Linked DNA regions of Mus musculus: regions 1, 2, 3, 4 and 6 are each linked to region 5. Evidence: chromatin contacts called from public HiCAR-type and promoter capture Hi-C data. All regions are on one chromosome and are shown on one strand. Each heading gives the region's core, a stretch centred on a gene start, on an enhancer-like site or on the middle of the called end of the contact. The rest is flanking DNA. Distances are from core to core; before and after follow the strand shown.

What was found. Promoter capture Hi-C pulls out the DNA fragments that hold promoters and counts their contacts. HiCAR-type assays count read pairs that join an accessible place to other places.
Region 1: a contact with region 5 is called in a HiCAR-type map of astrocytes, with 4 times the contacts expected there. The contact joins the promoter of Dlk1 here to the promoter of 4921507G05Rik in region 5. A contact is called at or near these places in 2 of 39 promoter capture datasets (hippocampal neurons and pre-B cells) and 1 of 115 datasets of contacts at active chromatin or transcription factors (astrocytes).
Region 2: a promoter capture Hi-C map of hippocampal neurons shows a contact between it and region 5, with 7 times the contacts expected there. The contact joins the enhancer-like site here to the promoter of 4921507G05Rik in region 5. A contact is called at or near these places in 5 of 39 promoter capture datasets (the 3T3-L1 cell line, the C10 cell line, cranial neural crest and 2 more), 1 of 484 Hi-C or Micro-C datasets (the G1E-ER4 cell line) and 1 of 115 datasets of contacts at active chromatin or transcription factors (astrocytes).
Region 3: a contact with region 5 is called in a promoter capture Hi-C map of pre-B cells, with 5 times the contacts expected there. The contact joins the promoter of Ppp1r13b here to the promoter of 4921507G05Rik in region 5. A contact is called at or near these places in 2 of 39 promoter capture datasets (liver and pre-B cells).
Region 4: a contact with region 5 is called in a promoter capture Hi-C map of pre-B cells, with 7 times the contacts expected there. The contact joins the promoter of Begain here to the promoter of 4921507G05Rik in region 5. A contact is called at or near these places in 2 of 39 promoter capture datasets (hippocampal neurons and pre-B cells) and 1 of 115 datasets of contacts at active chromatin or transcription factors (large pre-B cells).
Region 6: a contact with region 5 is called in a promoter capture Hi-C map of pre-B cells, with 4 times the contacts expected there. The contact joins the promoter of 5033406O09Rik here to the promoter of 4921507G05Rik in region 5. A contact is called at or near these places in 2 of 39 promoter capture datasets (liver and pre-B cells).

What each region holds. Positions count from the first base shown.
Region 1 is chr12:109,451,826-109,454,794 of GRCm38.p6, reverse strand. It overlaps Dlk1 (delta like non-canonical Notch ligand 1), which reads right to left and starts at 1,340. Exons shown (of 5, transcript NM_010052.5): 1 at 1,069-1,340. The coding sequence starts at 1,135.
Region 2 is chr12:108,912,784-108,915,879 of GRCm38.p6, reverse strand. The region is part of intron 2 of Wdr25 (WD repeat domain 25); the gene reads right to left. Among named protein-coding and RNA genes, the nearest start is that of Wdr25, 20 kb to the right of the region's middle. Within about 2 kb of position 1,594, at least 79 of the 459 cell types and tissues checked have an H3K27ac peak or open chromatin away from gene starts, as enhancers often do. A contact at or near this core is called in astrocytes and hippocampal neurons, where this site is marked.
Region 3 is chr12:111,906,178-111,909,315 of GRCm38.p6, reverse strand. It overlaps Ppp1r13b (protein phosphatase 1, regulatory subunit 13B), which reads left to right and starts at 1,261. Exons shown (of 17, transcript NM_011625.1): 1 at 1,261-1,454. The coding sequence starts at 1,446.
Region 4 is chr12:109,066,635-109,069,856 of GRCm38.p6, reverse strand. Begain (brain-enriched guanylate kinase-associated) reads left to right here and starts at 1,640. Exons shown (of 7, transcript NM_001163175.1): 1 at 1,640-1,731. The coding sequence starts at 1,690.
Region 5 is chr12:110,839,521-110,842,732 of GRCm38.p6, reverse strand. It overlaps 4921507G05Rik (RIKEN cDNA 4921507G05 gene), which reads right to left and starts at 1,704. Exons shown (of 2, transcript NR_152102.1): 1 at 1,448-1,704; 2 at 1-324. Mok (MOK protein kinase) reads left to right here and starts at 1,794. Exons shown (of 12, transcript NM_011973.2): 1 at 1,794-1,987. The coding sequence starts at 1,981.
Region 6 is chr12:111,942,577-111,945,809 of GRCm38.p6, reverse strand. It overlaps 5033406O09Rik (RIKEN cDNA 5033406O09 gene), which reads left to right and starts at 1,328. Exons shown (of 3, transcript NR_029464.2): 1 at 1,328-1,653; 2 at 1,744-1,925; 3 at 2,599-3,233.

The DNA.
Region 1 (2,969 bases), core at 91-2,590, 1.4 Mb after region 5:
CCTAGCCATGGGCTAAGCACAGCACACCCCTGATTCTCCAAGTGCAAAGCAGACACCTTTCTCCCCAAAGAAAATAAGAGCCCCTAGGCCCCTAAAAGTAGGAATGAGGGACAATGAAGAGGTAGCCTTTGACCCCTGGTCATTCTGTCTAGCCTCCCATTTGCAAAGTGAGCTAAAGGGAAGATTTCGAGGTCTCTGGGAAAGCCCAGACAAGCCCACCTGCCTAGCCCACAGGTGAAAGGCTAGATTTTACCCCAAGATTAACCCTAGTTAAACCAGGCAACCAAATCCTACCTCCCACGTTTCTCCTACCCCACACTGGTCACATTAAAAGAACTGCGCAATAGCTCTGCAGGGCCTCTGAGATTCCGACGCTCTTAAGGGAGTCTGACACTTTAATAGACACCTACTGTATGCATTTACTCAACCAGTTTTCGGCCTTCCCAGACAGCCTCCGACCCCCCACTCACAACTATTGGCGCATTGAGGGCTGGGGTCGCTGCGGGAAGGGGCCAACTCTCTCCTACCAAAGACAGATGGCCTCTGCAGACAGAAGTGTCGCAGCCCCTCACCTAGAGAAACACGCCACGCAAGAGGGGCTCCAGCTGTGCTCCTGTTGGAAATTAGGGACTACGACTGCAAAGTCACCCCCCCAAAGCCCCCAAGACCTATTCCTAAGCACATAAGCCGTGACAGACACCCCCAAAGTTGCACCTTAGAACGTTTTTTTTCCTTAAATAGGATACCTCCCAACGCAGTCTCTTTTTTTTTTTTTTCATACCTCCTCAATCCGAGCAACGACACCCCTCTTGAACGCCACTTCTGCCGGGCTAGAAGGGGCTGGGACCCTCCACCTCCCACAAACCCTGGGACCCCGGGATTGGGCTCAACAAGCAAGAGTGGTGCAGGGCGGATGAGGCGGGCACAGTGCAGGGCTTAGGGTTAGGCGGGACGGGCGGGACTTGGGGCGCATGGGACAGGGAGAATGGGGTGGTCGGTGGGGTGGTCGGCGGGGCATCGCAGGCTTCCCCAGAGGGGGCGCAAGCCAAACCGCCAGGGGGGGCTCACCATAGGTGCTGTGGCCGAAAGCCAGCAGGAGCAAGAGGACGCGCAGGAGGGCTCCGGTCGCGATCATCTCGGGGCGGCCTGGGTCGCGGTCCGGGGAGCGGAGGCGGTGCAGGGGCTGCTCCGGGGGCTGCGCTGGGCTTCTGGTTGCGGACCACGAAGGGGGCACGGGCGTCCAGCGGGAAGAAAGCCAGGGTTGCACCGGGGCGCACGCTGCTAAGTGCGGCTGCCGAGGAGCTGCCGCTGCGGCCCGCGCGCCGCCTTTTCGTACTGTCGTCCCCCCCCCCGCGGCCCCCGCCCACGCCCACGCCTCGCGCGCACGGGGCAGGCGCCGGCCAGTCCCGGTGACCCACCCCCTGGCGGGGCCGCCCCCCAGCGCCGCGGCGCCCGGAAGCGGCTCGAGCACGCGGCCGCACTCTTTGGCTAGACGGGTACCTGCGCACGATGGGCACGCGGTCCGCACACAGGACAGCACGCGGCTGGAGGCGGAGGCGGCGGCGCTCACACAGGCCCGCTTAGCGCAAGTCTCAGGAACCAAGCCAGGCGGGCGAAAGCCCTTGCACGCACTCAGAATACAAAAACGCTCACAGACACAGTAAGACACTTAGGGCTGGAGTCCCGCGCACACATGGCGCGGGTCAGAAGCCCAGGAGGACCCAAACGCACACCACGAAGATGTGGAAGATGCACATGATCACAGATGCACACACGAAAACCACCACGAAAAGCCGAAGCCCTCCGACGAGCCTTGCCATTGTGGAGTTTGGGGAAGGTGCAGATGCACTTGCCCCACGGACCCCCAACCCAAACACACCTTTCGGCACAGGCAAACCTTACTGCCTGTCCCTGGGGCACAGGTCACAGACCAGGGCAGCAGGAACACTGATCTGCTCCAAGCAGGGGAAGCGCCAGCTATGAAAAGACTGAGAGTCCTCCTGCCTATGCTGCCCCTCCACGCAGCCCGCCTGTAAACACAGGAGACCACTGGTAAACACCGACGACATCATGCGTCACCCCCCCCCCCCACCCCCTCCTCTCGCAGGTACCACAGTCACAGTCTGGGCCTTATCATTCTGAAACATAAAAGCACTGATTCTTTCCAACATGTACACACCTCGCAGCAACACGTATGCCCAGACCCCAAATCTGTCTCAGATTTGTGGAATCACCCAACAAACACACAAATTACACCAAAGCACACATAATCCAAATCCATCTTTGTTCACCGTGACACATGTCGACAGTTCACCAATATGTTCACCGTCAAATGCAGACAGACAGACAGACAGACAGACAGGCACACACACACACACACACACACACACACACACCCTCACTTAGTGGCTTTCAACCAGGGATGGCTTAGAGGATGGGATGGGAGTGTGTGTGTGTGTGTGTGTGTGTGTGTGTGTGTGTGGGTATTGATTCTGCCAGTGTCCCTGGGGCAATTCCTTTTTCCTGCAAGACCCCCCAGCAAGGGCTCAGTGCCTTTTACTCAGCTGAGACGCCCCCCATGCCCCATTCTGAGGCTCCAAAGGAGGAGGAGCTGAGTGAAGTGATACATTTATTGGGCCAGGGAGGTGGCTCACTGGGTAAAGGTGCTTGCAGCCAAACTTGAGTTTGATCCTTGACTCCTGCAGTTGCTCTTTGATCCCCACAGAACCCCCTTAAATAAAATGTAAATAAAGTCATTGACATAGCTCCTTTGGTAAATGGGCAAAGGTACTTGCCACCAAGCTGACAGCTTGAATTTAATCTCCAGACCCCCACACGGTAGAAGAAGAGACTAAGCTGTTGTCTTGTCTGACCACTACATGACTCTCTCTCTCTCTCTCTCTCTCTCTCTCTCACACATCTCTGTCTCTCTATATGAAAAAAGAAAACATGTAGAAAAATAAAAATCA
Region 2 (3,096 bases), core at 345-2,844, 1.9 Mb after region 5:
CAACTCTCAGTTGCTGCCTCAAGATACACTCAATTATCCGATAAACCACGGGAAAACTGAAAATGCCAAAGTGCTGGAATTGCCTAAACACAAACTCTCAACAATGTCAGCACGAAAGGCTGGCCGGGTCAGGCCTAGATGGAAAAAGGAGGAGGAGAGGGAGGGGGCGAAGAGGAGGAAGAGGTAGAGGAGGAGGAGGAAGAGGAAGAGGAGGAAGAGGAAGAGGAAGAAGAAAAGGAGGAGGAGGAGGAGGAAGGAGAGGAAGAGGAGGAGGAAGAAGAGGAAGAGGAGGAGGAGGAGGAAGAGGAGGAAGAGCAGGAACATGCAGTGGGAGGCAGCACCCTTGAGCACAAGGCACTTGGCACATGAACTCTGTTGGCCTCCCTGTGGAGCAGGCCCTCTCCTGCTCACGAGCTCACGAAGCAGCAGCCTTGAAAGCTTGGAGTTTACACTCAGCTAGGCATCCTCACATTTGTCCCTGGTGTAGGCCAGGTGGGGCTGGAGCAGCACAGGAAACTCAGAGTAGGTGGTCAGCTCCAGCCTATTCTTCGGATACCCCAAAACACATCACCTGCCGAGTTCTAAGAGCCATCTAAATGGAGCATGGTGCCCTGAACTGGTCCCTGGGACAGGAAAGGGGCGTTAACAGGAAATTAAGTAAAAGGCAGGCAAGTGCACTGCAGAGTTAGCTGAGTGTGGTAGAGTTGCCTGATGTTAACTTCTTAGCTGTGTGAGAGGGAGGTCAGTGTGAGGAACGTGGGGAAGGACCAGGCACTCACTGCGTGCTGCTTTATACATCTAGGGTTATTTTTTAAAGTTTTACAAGAAGAATAAGAAGGGCCGTTAGAAACTAAGAGTCCCGTTTTTCTCACAGTGATTCATCTCTTTCGTATAAACCAGCACCCCTGACAGGCTTAACCGCCATAAAGTTTTATTGGCGTGCAGGCTGCAGCATTACAGCAGAGCCACACTCCCACAGCCAGAGTGAGTTATTAAGCCCTGAGCGAGCTGGCAGCGCCCTTTCCTCTGGAGCTGGAACACAGCAGTGACATGCCTCCACACATCAAGGAGCTGCAGCTCAGACCACAGAAAGCACACACACTTGGAAGACTGTGCTGAAATCTCTTTGCCCTCCCTACTCCTCAGCAGGGCTGCACAGGTCCCTCTGGGCCTCAGGTACCCAGCCAGCCAGCATCCTTGGATTGCCTTAGGTTACTGGGGGCAGCACACTCTGCCACATTGCTAGGTCTTTGCAGTGTGCTTGGGATGGTCTGCCACGGCCTTGCTGTGCATCTATCACACCTCCTCAGTGCCCCAACAGCCCAAAGCATCTTATCCTCCACCCTACAGCACAGTCATGATCCTGCCCCACCATTCCCTGCCCGCTCTGACCCCCTGTGCTGCTTCCTCACAGGGAAGACTAGTCCAGGCATTCGTCTCTGATCTCACTCTGTCCCAGCACCCAACTCTTGCAACAGATGCAGGATGAATGAAATACTGTGTTAGGAATGCAAGCAGTTCTTCCTATCCTGCCACTCCCGGGAACAGGTCAGGAAGACTCTATGTGTTAGAGGAAAGGAAACAACCCTCCAGAAGAAACAGATGTTGCTACAGAAGGACAGGTCCATTCCCACAGACATGAGTGTGGCACAAGAGTCCTCTTTTGACAGGGAAGTTGAAAAGCTTTTCAGAGGCTTTGGTTTCCTTGACAACAGCATTGCTGTAGACATGCCGGGAAATAATTAAAAAGTATGTTCCCATTGCTCCAAGTGCTGTAAGTGTTTTTAACCAACAAGAAACAAGTCATTCTGGGTGGCTTCAGTGTGACAGAGCCAAGGGCACACACAGAGACCCCATGGCACCATCGCCTTTCTCTGCACTTGGGGGCCTAAGGGAAGGACCGGAGCCATTAGCCCGGTACAACAGTGACCACAAGAATTTTAAGTCAGATTAACAGCAAACCTTTCCAAAGGCCAAACCTCTGGCAGTTCCCTGAACTGACTCTCATTAACACCATGTACTAGAAAGAAACTGAGGCACAGAAAAAAGAACAATCCAGGCCATGTGGCCAGGGACCTCCACAGCCCCTCCTCAGGCTGACTCCAAGAGCTCACCACTCCTGGAAGAGACTCACATTCTGTCCTCTGGGCCCTGGCCCCCATGTGGAGCCACTCATGCTGGCTACCTCACATGGCAGGACCTGCATCCCCCCTGTGCCTCCCACAGAGCAGGGACTTACAAAGCCAGGCAGCTAGAGGCCCCTGCCCCTGCTCACCATGCTCCCTCTTTTTTCAGATGGCTCTAATGTTGTGTTTTGTTTTAACAGCTTTACTGTGTTCGTGTCTTTCATTGTAAGCTTCCTCAAATCCTTTCTGGATTTATGATTTATAAATAAGTAATAAATAAACACACAAGCTGCAAGCAGCGGCCCAAGACTATTACCTGAGAGCGTGAATACAAACATCTCAACAGATGTGGCACAATCATCGTCTTGATTTAGCTCCCAGCAGATTCGAAGGCCCTTGAACAAGCCTGGACCCAGTTAACACATCACTCTCCACAGAGATGCTTCCTGCATGCACTGGAGGGCAGGGTGGGCCCAGGGACAGAAGTGTAATTGAGACCTCTGGGAGGTCTCCCAGACCCTGCGGCTCAAAGGGCTCATTCACAAATGTCTTCTTAGCACTGACTATGTGTCCTATACTCCTCCAGGACTAGCACTACATGAAAAAAGAGCAGAGTCCTTTGATGGTGGGACCTATAGTGGGCCCATCCATGTCGGACAAGCTCAGCAAAGTCCCAAAAGAGGAAGGTCTTTAGCAAAGCCACATGACTGTCCTCTGCCACTTTAAAAAGGGAGGTGTCTAGAACACCCAGAATAGAAACAGGAAAGGCTGAGTTCAGAAGCCAGCTCTGTGCTTCCATGTCCCTCAGAACCCATCTCTGGTCCTTGGTTTTCTCACCTGTCAAATGGACAGAAGGAGGTTGCCAATGCCAACTGTCATTACGGGGTGACCATCACAGGCCTGTCAGTCATCTTAGAGTCCTTCCATGGCTTGCCTGTTGGATCCTCAGAAGGCTCAGACAGATGCTGAC
Region 3 (3,138 bases), core at 12-2,511, 1.1 Mb before region 5:
ACTGGAAAGTCCACGCTCTCAATCACTAACCCCCATGGCCTCTTAAGCTCAGGTGTGGCTGCCCATAAGGGGGCTGGTGTAACTCTGGCCTCCTCCCTCTCTCTGCCCCGACTTAGCAGCAGCCTCCCGCCACTCAGAGAACCAGACAGGCTATAAACTGCCCCTGATCAACATCTGCTGCCCTCTCCAGGGGTTGGGTACTTCCCAAGGTGATCTACCCTTTCTGTGTTTGGGGTCATCCAGCTGTCTTCATGTTTCTGGAATCTCATGGAAGTTTAAGCCCGGTGCAGCTCATCAGCCGTTGTGTCTCATCTGTCAGAGTTCAGGCAAATGGCACAATGTGGAGTACTCAGAAAGGGTGCCTGCCCACCCGGCAGCCTCTGCTGAGGGTCTGCTCTGGGGCCTGCTCTACCCTCTGTCACTCAGGCTCCCTAGTTGGAGGGAAAAATGACACAGGAGACAGCATTCTAAGGACAGACCTGGACCCTGAAGGTACAGATTGGACTCTGCCCTGGGACGTTCCAGCTGGATCTCCAAGGATACTGACACAGGTGGGGATGGGTCCTTCGGTCTTGGGATGGATCGTGTGAAGGGCTGAGGCTGAGAGCCTGTATGTCCTGTCCAGGAAGGCTTCAATGGCTCAGCCCGCGGTGGAAGCGGGGGCAGAGTCCCAGGTCTCTGGGGCCCGGGACACTGAGCGGTATGCAATCGGCTGATGCAGACACATCGGGGACACCCTGTGCCCGCCTGATAGGATCCGGCCTGTAGCCTCGCATAGCGCTGGACACCTAGGGTATATGTTACGGTCAGAGTTGGTCTGTGGCCAGCTCGCCACTGGCCTCTCGGACCTGAGAGGTTCGAGTCTCCACCGGTCGCGACTGTGGGCCGGACCCAGCCGCCCTTTCCTCTCTGTCCTTTGCTTCCTATTCGTCCGAGGTGACCCTGAGCCGAAGTCTCGCAGACACAAGGTTCGGAGGTCCCTGGGCGCCCCAACGCCCCCTTTGCTGGTATGCAGGAGGAGGGGCGGGGTCGGCGTCCGCAGCGCGCCCCTCCCCCGCCGCCGAGAGCGCAGACGCGCACGAGCGCGCTCTCACCTGGCCGCGGCGGAGAAGCCCCGCCCTCTTATCCCGCCTACCCCCACCGGACCAATCATAGGTGGCGTAGGCGGGTGGGGGAGCGACGCGTGGGGCGGGGCCTCCGCAGCCTGCGGGGTGAGCCGAGTGGGTGGCGGAAGGCGGCCGGCTTCGGCAGAGGCGGTGGCGGCGGCTGAGGGACGGCGACGCGGCACGCGGGGCGGCGCGACAGGACGAGCGAGGGCTGCGCGGCTCTCCGCAGCTGCCGCCTCGCCGCAGCCGGGCCGCAGGGCGCCGCAGCGGGTGCGAGGCCTGTGAGGCGGCCGGAGCGGCGTCCTGTCAGGCGGCGCGGGCGCGGCGGACGGCGCCGCGATGATGCCGGTGGGTGCGGGCGGCGGCGCCTCGTTCCCCGGCCCCCGCGCGAGGCGGGCCCGGCAGGGAGGAAGCGGCGGGCGGGCGTGCAGGGCGAGCGAGCGCAGGGGCAGGTGGGGGCGGCGGCTGTCAGCGGGCGGGCGAGAGAGCGAGCGTGGGCGGGGTCGCCGACAGGGCGAGCGGCCTCCGCAGGGCTGCGGGCTGCGCGGGGCTGCGGCGTGTACGGCCCCTCCCGGCCAGCGACCGGTGCCTCGATTTCCTCGGCGAGGGCACCCGGGTGCGGTGTTCGCACGCTCGGAATATGTGTTTCCCCTGCACTGGGAGGAACGCATGCCGTGCGTGGATTCAGAGAGCCATCTTAGGAATCCCCTTGCCGAGGCTTCTCCGTGGGTACATTTGCTCCACCTGGCGTGATGTCCCTATGTCCTTAAGGTTGAGCCGGTTGTGTGTCACTCGAGCCTTTGTCCTGCTCTTAAGGATGCTTTTGGCCAGGAAGACCTTCGTTTTGGGGGTTGCCACCTTCTTTGCCTTTTCCTTTACCTGCGTGCGGTACAAGCAGCAGTGGATGCTGAATTCTCTCCTTTTTTAAATAGGCTTTTTGTGAAGTGTATACGTCGTAATTAATGGGAAAAAACGTGACATAGATTGTACCCAGTTGGGCGTGTTGTTTTTAGAGTGTCTATTGAGTAAAAAAATCTCAGACTAATAAAATAACACACAATCTATTTTTTTTTTTTTGTTCGCTTGTTTTAGAAGTGCTGGGGGTCAAACCTGGGCTTTGCAGGACTAGGCCAGTGTTTCTATCACTGAGTTTATATATCCCAGATCCACAGAAAAAAAAAATTGAAGCCTACGTGGAAAGATCACGTTTCAGAGGGGAAATATGTCTCTGCATTTTTACTTGAATACTGTCGTTCTGCTATGCTGCACCCAAGCTCATTAGTTTACAAACCACCACCCCTTCAAATAATTTCCTGTTTCTTGATAATCTCTTCTCCCTCCTTTTGAACTGATTCCAACCCCTGGTGTTGGTGGAGTTTTAAGATTTAACCTACTTGATCCTTAAATCCTTTGGTGTTAGGCTTGTTGAATGCTAAGCATGTTTTTAAACGATTGCCTTGTAATGGAAAGAGCACTAAGTGGGCGTCAGAAGAGCTGGGGTCAAATAATTGTTCTGGTACCTCTTCATATTGTGTCCTTGACAGAGTTGAGACTGAATTCCCTCTAAAATAGGGATAAGAACATATCAGTATTTGAAGTACCATCATGAAGATCAGTCAGGACGCTTTTCAGAATTGTTGAGCAGAATGCCATACCACATTTTAAATATAGCTTTGGGGTTTCAGTTTGAGATTCTAATCTTTACAAGATACACTTTATTTCTTCCCTTTTCTTACTGGCTCCATGTTGAAAAGGTATTGTGGTGTTTTGGAACGTTGCAGTTAAGTCCTGGTAGTTGCGGTGATAATGCAGTCACACTACAGTAATATTGAAGATTATCAAATGTTTGGCAGGTTTTATCCCTCATTGTGTAGTGTTTAATTATAAATGCTCTGTTAGGAAACTTGTATTACTTTTCCATGTGTTAGCGCAGACATTTTTACTTCTATCCATGCCGTTGAAGGATAACAAATTTTGTTTTTAAAATGTTTAGTCTGAAAATGGGATGTTTACTTTAAAAACTCAAATAGTG
Region 4 (3,222 bases), core at 391-2,890, 1.8 Mb after region 5:
GGCTACAGCCCAGGGCAGGAAATATAGACAGAACCCAGTTCTATGGGCTACATCTGTGTTCTCTGTTTTTCCCTTCAGGCCTTTGGAGGCCTGTATGGGGGAAAGTAGGACTTTAAGGACTGTTCCATCTCTGTCAGGAGGACCGCAGTGATCAGGATTGGTGGCCCATGCTACCTCTAACTTCAGCATGGGTTAACTCAGATCCCCAGAGCAAGAGACACATCCACAGTGAGTCAGAAGTTAGCATAAGCTGGCCACCGTGGGCCAGGGCTGCCTTCTTGTACCTGCCTCAGTTGTGGTCCATACTCCTAGAGTTAGGAGGAGCATCCTGAGGCTCACTGAACCCTCCCCTTCCACACCTATTACAGAGTAATGTCCCTGGGGAAGATAAGGGACACTCCTAACTTCTACCCCACCCCCACCCCCGTGTCTGCCTGTTCCTCCTGGAGACTCACTTTTATTGCCTCTCTCTCTTCCTTCGCTGTCAGCACACTTTTCCTGTGCTGTCACAGTGCCTGAGTGCACCAGCTACTCCCCTAATTAAAGGAGAGAGAAGCTGCAATGTACACAGCACATAAGGCCGAGGGGTGGATGGTGGTGACAGCCCCGTGACAGCATGGATGTCCTCGCTGCCCCTGGACCGTACACTTAAAGGTGATTAAAATGCTAACTCTTGACATGTATGTTTACCACAGTACAATGTCAACATACGTGCTGTAGTCGCTGCTAGTATCCCCTTATCTCCCTCGGAAACCATTAACACTCAACCGTTCAGCCCACAGGCCCTGAGAGAAGCCAAAGGTAGGCTCTGCTGTCTTTTTCCCCCACCCCAGATCCTTCCTGGCCCCATGTGATTGACTCTACTAGACTGGAAAGATGCTCCCGGGGCAGAAGGGGGACCCTGGTTTCTCGGGACTTATGCTAGTTAGCTTCCATACGTGCTCCAGTTTGGTTGGGACTATCAGCACCACTATGCCAGTGTCTCACCCAGGGCCAGAATAACCTGACAAGTCCTGAGCGCTACTGGGGCCAGAGAGGGATGCTCTACCACAGTCACAGTTGCCCTCCTGAAGTCATGATTCCTTTTGGATTACTTCTTGGAAAGAAGGAGCCCCTCCACTATTATGGAGCTCCCAGACAGAGATTTACAGGCCAGTCTTGGAAGTATATAGGGGGGCTGCTGCAGTTTAAGGAACCCATGACAGGTATGGGGGCTAGGCATCGGCCAGAACTTGAAGGGCAGAGCAGTGGACTACACCCTTGGAAGTCACTGTCCTGTCTGTAAACTGCAAGGTCCCTGAGGGCAGGGACCTGTCTCTCACTGCCAAGTCAGTCCCTGGGGACCTGAGTGGCCGGTACACAGCAGGTACCTACTAAATGCTGGTACCCCACCCCCAAGCAGGGCCCGGGACACAAGGCGTTGCACCCCACACTCCTCCATTCATGCCCGCCGCCATTCATGCGCGCGGGACTCATTCACCCCGCGCGCCGCCATTCCGCGCCCTGTGCGCCCCGCGCCCACCACGTGCGCCCTGCCCGGCGCGGCGCGGGGAAGCGCCGGAGCAGCCGCGGCTGCGCGGGGCCGGGGCTGGCGGGGAGCCGGGCCGGGGGCGGGGGGCGGGCGCTCCCTGCGGGAAGCGGGGCGCTGGGGAGCCCCGGCCGCGGGCTCGGGCGCGCAGAGCCGGGGCCATGTGGACGGGTGGCCGGCGGCCGGGCCGGCTTCGCCGGGCGGTGAGTACCCGAGAGCCGGGCTGGCAGGGCGCGGGGCGGGGCTGGGCGGCGGGCACCACGCTGGGGCGGTCCCTGCGCGCGCCCGCGGCGGCCCTGGGTGGCGCCGGGGCCCGGGGCCCTCGCGCGGGGCGGGGCGGCCGGGCCTCCGCGGCTGCTTTGCGCGTGCGGCCTGAGGACTTGCGGAAGGCGGGTGTAGGGGGCCCGGCTGAGCCCACCCCGTTCGGGGGGCGGCCCTGGAGAGGCCGCAGAGCCGGAAGGAGACTGGCCAGGGACCGCTTCCCGAGCGTGGGCCGCGCGTGGGCCCGCGCATGCCTCGGGCACCTTCATCTCCGGCCGCCCTAGCAGGCCGCCAGCAGTCCTCCCCATGGACAGGCGAGGAAACTGAGGCTGGGCAGGCAGGGCCACTCTGCAGGCGCTGACCTGCTCACAGAGCCCCTGCACGTTGGCTGGGAATTTCTGCCCCTAGCATTTCCGTTTCCTGCCTGGTTTAGAGGTGTTTCATTCCTCGTGTGTGCCCACCCCATCAGAACAAGGTTCCTTTGGGGCAAGAGCTGCGTGGGCGACATCTCGGAATCTCCTGAGGGAGCAGGATGGGAGCTGGGAAGGTCCCCTGGAGCAAGGGCTGGCTGCAAGAGACAGACAGGAGCCATGCAGGTGTGCAACCCTGATGCCCAGGGTTGGTCCACCAGTGCAGTCCCTGGGCACATGTGGGGGACATCATCTTTCTGGATTCCCTTATCCTGAGGTCCCAATACCCTGGGCCCCTGGAGGCCATGGGATGCTCTCTTAGGTTCTCTGGGCCTCAGTTCCCCCACTGTCCAGGAGTAAGTGGTCTTTGCTACTCTCAAGTCTAGGCTATGAGAAGGTCTCTAGGAGGAAGCCCCTTTTCTGTGCTGTGTCTGGGCAGCCCAGTAGGGCAAGTGGCCTTTGGGGACGGCTCTGCCTGGCATCTGTGACAAGCAGGGCGGGGAGGCAGCAGCAGGGCCTGGCAGCCTCCTGCAAACCCTTAATTTTCCCACAGCTCACTATAATCAGGGCGGCTCTGGAAAGCAAGCACAGTGGCAGATGCAGGCGCAGGGCGAGGGGCTCCTGAGCAGCACCAAGGACCCTCCCAAGTTCCTGTCTCACATGTGTTCATTCCTGTGGCCTGCTCTGTGTGCTGGCTCCTGAGTAGTGAAGTGGGAAGTCAGGGATGCCTGGGGCCATGGCCTGTAAGAACTTCTCATAGGCTGGAGGTCAGGTGAGGGACCCACATAGGCCAAGAGCAGAATTCAGTGTGAAGCAGTCCGGACAAGGACTTACTTTCTCTTTCTCTCTCTGTCTCTCTCTCTGTCTCTCTCTCTGTCTCTCTCTTCTCTCTCTCTCTCTCTCTCTCTCTCTCTCTCTCTCTCTCTCTCTCTCTCTCGGCCTTGAGCATCTGGTTGGCCTGCAGTGGCTGCCATTTATAGAATACTGACTGTGTACTGGGTATCGTCATTAGCACCATCCCCG
Region 5 (3,212 bases), core at 455-2,954:
TCGGCCTGCCTCCACCCATAGCCCCAAGCCACAGTGCTGGGACTAATAGCAGGAATGTGTGACAACCCCCTTTTCTCTGTGTCTCTTGCTTTTTCCAGACGCCTGAGTTGATTCTCCTGGCCTTCTTCACTAAGGCTCCATGACTCTAAGCTTGTCCTTCCTCTCCCCTCTGCAGCGGCTGGTGATCGAGCTCAGTCACTGAGTTCTAGCTTTTATCTTCCTCTTCACATTTTTAAATTTTGACATAGAGCTCTGGAACACACAGTCACAGGAAGGCAGAACATTTTCCATAGAGAAACCGAAGTCCTGCTTGTGAATTCTGGGCTTGGGGTGAGATGGAGAAACAGAAAACAAATAGGGAAATGAAAATAATTTAAATGTTTCACTCCCAATGTGTGCATATGAAAACTGTTAGACAAAAAAAAAAAAAGAAAGAAAAATAGACAAACAGAAGGGCTTTTCAGATGTTACTTCTATTTTTCTATTTATTTATTTGTTTATTTATTATGTATTTATTTACTTATTATATTACAGTAAGTACACTGTAGCTGTCCTCAGATACTCCAGAAGAGGGCATCAGATTTCGTTATGGATGGTTGTGAGCCACCATGTGGTTGCTGGGGTTTGAACTCAGGACCTTTGGAAGATCAGTTGGTGCTCTTAACCACTGAGTCATCTCGCCAGCCCCAGATGTTACTTCTAATTTGCTAAAACACATCAGTTGTTCCAGGGGCCAGTTTGAAACACACCCTCCATAAAATATGTACACGTTGAAACCCTTTGCGCCCAACTTCTTCTGGGCACAGAAACACAGGGAGTCAGAAGCCATGGGCTGGTGTCTGGGTTCAGTGATCCACCAGGAGGTGCCCCTGACAAAGCTCTTTATCATCTTGGGACTCCAACAACAGGATATATGGTTTCTATTGCCCAAGTCAGCAAAAACACTTCTCCCATCTGCCTGTTTAACTGGGTCAAAGGGTAAAGTTTGTCCTGAATCCTCAATGCTTAAAATCAGGCTTGCCCCTAGACAGATAAGAATGATACAGAGGTGACAGGTGCTGATTCCCCTGGCTTTTGGACAAACATTTATTAAGCACTTGCAGTGTGACAGACCCTGTCAAGCCTTAGGCAAAAGCCCCTAGGAATTGGGTGGGGCACCAGGGACATCTCATTTAGTCTTCACTGCGACCACTTGGGTAAGGATTTTTCTTTTTCTTTCTTTCTTTATTGAATTTAAATGCAGTTTATTTTTAGACAACCCACATGACTTTTTTTTCCCCTTTTTTTCTTTTTGAATTTAAATGCATGGGGTGAGAATTTTTCAACCTCACTTTACAGTAACAAGAATTTAGGGATCTCGTCTAGGTCGCTTTTCATTATATCTCCAATGCGTGCAACACTACTTTTAGCAAAGTAAATGTTTGTTGAATTAAGCAGTAAAACTTACAAATTACACAGCAGTAGCTATCAGGCTGCTTTGATGCTCAACTGTAGGTGTTGTCAAGAACAGGCTCCAACTAGTGTTACAGGCAGTTAAAGCTCAAGGAAATTGTTCTCGTCTGGTTCAACATCGTTACATTCTCGGGAGAGCTGGGAAGAGTCAGTCCCACCAAGGTCGCCTACTCACTAGGTAAGAAATTATACTTAAATTTAAAGCGGCGAGAGGTTGCGTAGCGACCGAACCGAGGCGGCAGGCTGCACCGCGCATGCGTGAACGGGCCAGCGGTTTTTAAACCCTCTCCTTTGCGCATGCGTATACGCATGTCTCCGGAACGCCCCTCCCTCCTAAGGGTCTGGCGGTTGCTAAGGCGACAGGAATACAATATGGCGGCCGGATCCTAACGCTCCCCAGCCAGGGACCACCGCGAAGGTCCTCGAGCCGGAAGCCACCTCTGGAAGGGAGAAGGCCGGTACCACAGTCTCCTCTTTTCTTTTCGGTCCGGGGCCGTCCAGGGGCTGACGGCGTCATCCGCGTTCAGGATGAAGAGTGAGTGGGGCCGGAGAAGGGCTGAGGGTCCCCGGGGCCTGCGGGGCGGCGCCGCAGGTACCCGGGGCTAGGCAGCGGGTTCTGCTGGAGTTTGAGGAGTTGTGTCATTTCGTTCATTCACTCGCTCATTCGTTCGTTCGTTCGTTCGTTCGTTTGTCGGATCGCATCTGAAATCTCAAGACATTGGCCGTCGGCTCTGAGCGCTCACACGGTGGCTCCCCGCCCCTGCGGGACGGCGGCTTAAACCGCGTTCGAGAGGGACGCTGGGCCGCCTATCTTACTTTCTGAGTTAAACAGTTGTGGTTCTGAAAGCATCCTTTTAGCGGAATGTAAAACGGTTGCTTAGAAGTTGGGAGATGAGGCAGTCTTTCTAGAAAATAGAAGGACTGGAAAACTGGACTTAGTGCCGGGTTTGTGGGTAACCTGGAGTCCAAATGCGACTAGACAAGTCGGTTTTGTTGGGACCGCTGTTTGATTTTCATAGATATACGGTTATGATTGCCTGTGATAGTGTAGCCAGAAGTGTAGTCTCTTACCGTGATTAGATTGTGTTCTCTGTAGTTACAATATCAAATTGACACTACATTTTAATTGCAGTGCAGTAATTTCTATGTACCATAAATGACATAACATTTAAAAAATAAGTCATCTCATTCACCCTTCAGTCTTGTGTCACTGTGTCACTCCCTTTAAGGAAGATTAATGTGGTCTTGAGGGGAGTGACGGGCGCATTCATTCCCCTCACTTAGAGGCAGAGGCAGTTGAATTTCCATGAGTTTGAGGCCAGCCTGATCAGTATAACAAATTTCAGGATAGCCAAGCCTACTAGACAGAAACTGTCTCAAAAAAAAAACAAAAAAAAACAAAAACAAAATCTGATGCAGTAGCATGCACCTGCAATCCCAGCATGCCTATGGTGAGATGGGAGCAGAGATAAGAGATTCCCAAAGAGCTCGAAGTTCAGGCATATGCAGTGCTAAACACCACAGACACTACTACAGGTGTTCCTCTCACCCCAGCTATGGTATCTTCTCTCTCCCTCCACACCCTTCTCTCTAGTATTCTCTCTCTCACCACAGATCCTATAGACACACTTAAAGAGGAGAAAAACAAAAACAAAAAAAAATTTAAGAAAAGTTAAAAAATAGACACATCATAAAATGCAAATTATATATGCAAAATATTAATTTAAAAAAATTTAAGTTTTATATATATATATATATAT
Region 6 (3,233 bases), core at 79-2,578, 1.1 Mb before region 5:
TCTCAAAGTTCCTTGGGAAGCCAGGTTCCCAGATGAGAACCAGAGTTGAGCAAACAAGTTCCAGGGGATATGAGGGAGGGGGACCTGGTGAAAGCCTGGCAGTGTCCGCGGGCACCTTTCCGTGGAGTTCTCAGACATGTCGCTATTGCACCCTGCTCTGTGCCTGCATGCTCCTCTGTGTTCAGAGAAGTGAGGAGGAAGAGGAGGATGCCCTCTGGGCTGAAGAGGAGTAGCTAGGGGTGCCACTTAGTGGAGCTTGGTATGAGGGCTGCCCCGAGGCCTGACCTGCTTCCATGGCTGGGGCATATCAAGGACAGCACGGGAAGCGGGCTTAGCCTTTACTTCTGGCAGGGGCAGCCTCCTACAGCCTCGCAGTGGGTGAGGACCCCATCCAAGGACGGTATGCAGGGACTGAGTGCCCCCTCAGTCTCTCCCTCAAGGCCCACGTGCAAGCCATCAGGAGTCTTCCCCCCAGGGTTCATTCAGCTTTGGGATACATCAGGTCTCCAGAGCGACCTGGAAGAGTGCCTGGCCCTCACTCCCACCCCTACATCCCACACAGGAAGCATCTGGGGAAACAAGATAAGCAGCATGCCGGGTGGTCACAGCAGCTGGGGGTGGGGTGGGGGGAGGGCAGGCCGGCTGGGTCAGCAGCTCTCTTGTCCAGCTCTTACCCAGACCTACCCTACAGTTCACACCGAGCGAGGCTCCCCAGAAGTGTGTCGTGGATGGTCTTCAGGTGGGGAAGGACTGGGGTTCATGGCATTTCTCTCTACCAGGGTCTTAGTTGAGCTGTGATTTTAGTAAATTATGATTGGGCAAGTCATCCCATCATGAGGTGGCACCAACAACAACATCGCCCACACACACTGGTGCCTAAAGGACTTTATCACTCGGCCACATCACCTCTATAACCAAAAAAATAACAAGGCACTTCAAAACCAATAAAGTGACAGTCCCCAAGCCCAGCGGGCTGCAGATGATATCTTATCAGGGCAGAGTTGAACTCCCATTCGGGTCAGGGTCCAGAGGCTCCAGGCTACCAGCCTCACAAGGGTTGTGACCTTGGTGACCAGTCTCATGGGCCTCCAGGGAGGCTACCTGGTGACTCAGCCTCTTCCTACAGCCCTGTAAATAGCCAGAGTCCATCCACACGGAGGCTGTGTGAAACTGCCTCCACCAGGAAGGGAAGTTTTAACTGGCCCAGAACCCCACAAAGCCCCAAAGCAGACACCACCAACTGCTCAGTGAGGCCTTTCCTGAGGGCGGTCCCAGGCACGGCCCCGCCCCCTAGCCGCCCAGGCCCCGCCTGCCAGCTCTGAACCACACACTGTGTCCTACTAGACTAGACAAGGCCCTCACTCAGCTATTCCCAGCCAGCCACGGTGCTCAGGGTAGACCGCAGCACGCATGGTGGACAGAGGGACAGAGGATGAACGGAGAAGCACAGGGCTGGCTGCTGGGGACCTGGCAGATGCTTCCTATCCCTGCTGGCTGGTGACATCACCGCTGTGACGTCACACTCTGGCTTCCTGGGCTTTGGGAGTGCTGGTTCTGGTGATAACCACTTCCTGCTCCCGGCCAGGGTGACTCAGGACTTCCTTCTGCTCCCGGAGTCATCACTGAGCCTGGCTCTCCTGTATCCTCATCTAGGTAGGGCTGGGGGAGGAGGGACTCGTGGGTCCCTGAAAGCGGGATGAGCATGGCCAGGGCCAGTCTGTGGCATCTGTTGCTGTCTCCTAGGGAGACCTTCTTTCTGCAGAGTGGGGCCTCCACAGTCTGCACAGCTCGGCTCCCCATTCTCTCGTGAAGGTAGGCCAGGAACTGGGTTTCCTAATGAGTGACCAGGAAAACGGAACTTTCAAGGGGCGTGTCTGTTTAATGAGGAATCAGCCTGAATGGAAGCCAACCCAGTGCCTTTCCAGGTAGGCAGGCCAAGGCCAGAGGAAGGAAAGCTGGGTCTCTGTTGGAGCAGGAGGGCAATATGGCTTAGGCTTGGGGAGAGAACACAGGTGCCACCGTAGCCACAGTGTCCATGAGCCCCATCCCCCACCATGCTGGCCAAAAAGAAACAATTGATGAACAGAAGGGAGGAAAGATGCCTCCAGCAAAATCAGGCAGGAGGAGACCAGAGCTGTCATTGCGCTCTCTGTCCCCAGCAGGCCGAGCTCGCACTGTCATGGGGTGGAGGAGGCTCAAGCCGCCCTAATTAGAATATCAGTTAGACCCTGCTTTTCCTGACCTGCTGCTTCGAAAGCTAATTCTTTGTGCTTCCACAAGGCAGGCCCTACAGGGACAGAGGGGCTTAGGAGGCACAGCCAGAGGGCTCAGGCTCTCAAAACCCAGGTCTGCCTTGCAGGGCCAGTTTTGGGCCTTTAGTCTGGGATGGACAGACGGCTGGCCATCCTCATGAATCGCCATGGTGCCCAGTCTGGACGGTCCATGCGGCCCAGAGCAGAGGGAAGGGGGCTCAGCAGTGATGAAGATGGCTACAGGAATGTGCAGGCCCAGCCTCCTGTGGTGGGGAGTCCAGAGCTGCTCAGACTGACTGGAATTCCTGTTGCTCATGCACGCTTCTGGCTTCTTTTTCGGTTCTAGGTACAAGCTGTTGTCATGAAGCCTGGAGTTTTTCCGAGATGCCAGAGGCAGCAGCGCAGTGCTCTTGTTTCTCATCTAAACCTGTCCCTTTCTCAGAACAGAGCCCGCGTGTGTGATTCCTTCGTGGTCCCAGAGCGGGTCATCTTGCTTGCAGGGTAGCCTTGGGGCACCACTGCTTGTCAGGGTTGAGCAGAAAGGCAGACCAGAATCCTCTGAGTCCCCCTCCCACTTCCAGCTGGTTGACTGACATTCCACCCGACCAGAAGGAACCAGAGGAGGAAGAAGGCCTGAGAAACTGGAGGGAGGCTGCTCAGGCGGTTCTGTAGAATGTTCTAGAATACCTAGAAAAAAAAAAATAAAGCACCCAACAGGCTGAAGCAAGGAAATTACTGTAGGTAGTGAGTTCTTGGCCAGCATGGGCTACATGGGTGTAACTCTGCATAGAATAACCAACCAACCAACCAACCACCAAGGCTGGAAAACTGGCTTGGCAGTTAAGGGCAAGTCCTGCTCTTGGAGAGGACCCAAGTTTAGTGCCCAGCATCTACACCGGGTGGTTCACAACCACCTGCATCTCTGGAGAACACAAAAACTTCTTTTTCGTGTGTGGTTTTGTTTGTTTGCTTGTTTGAGAC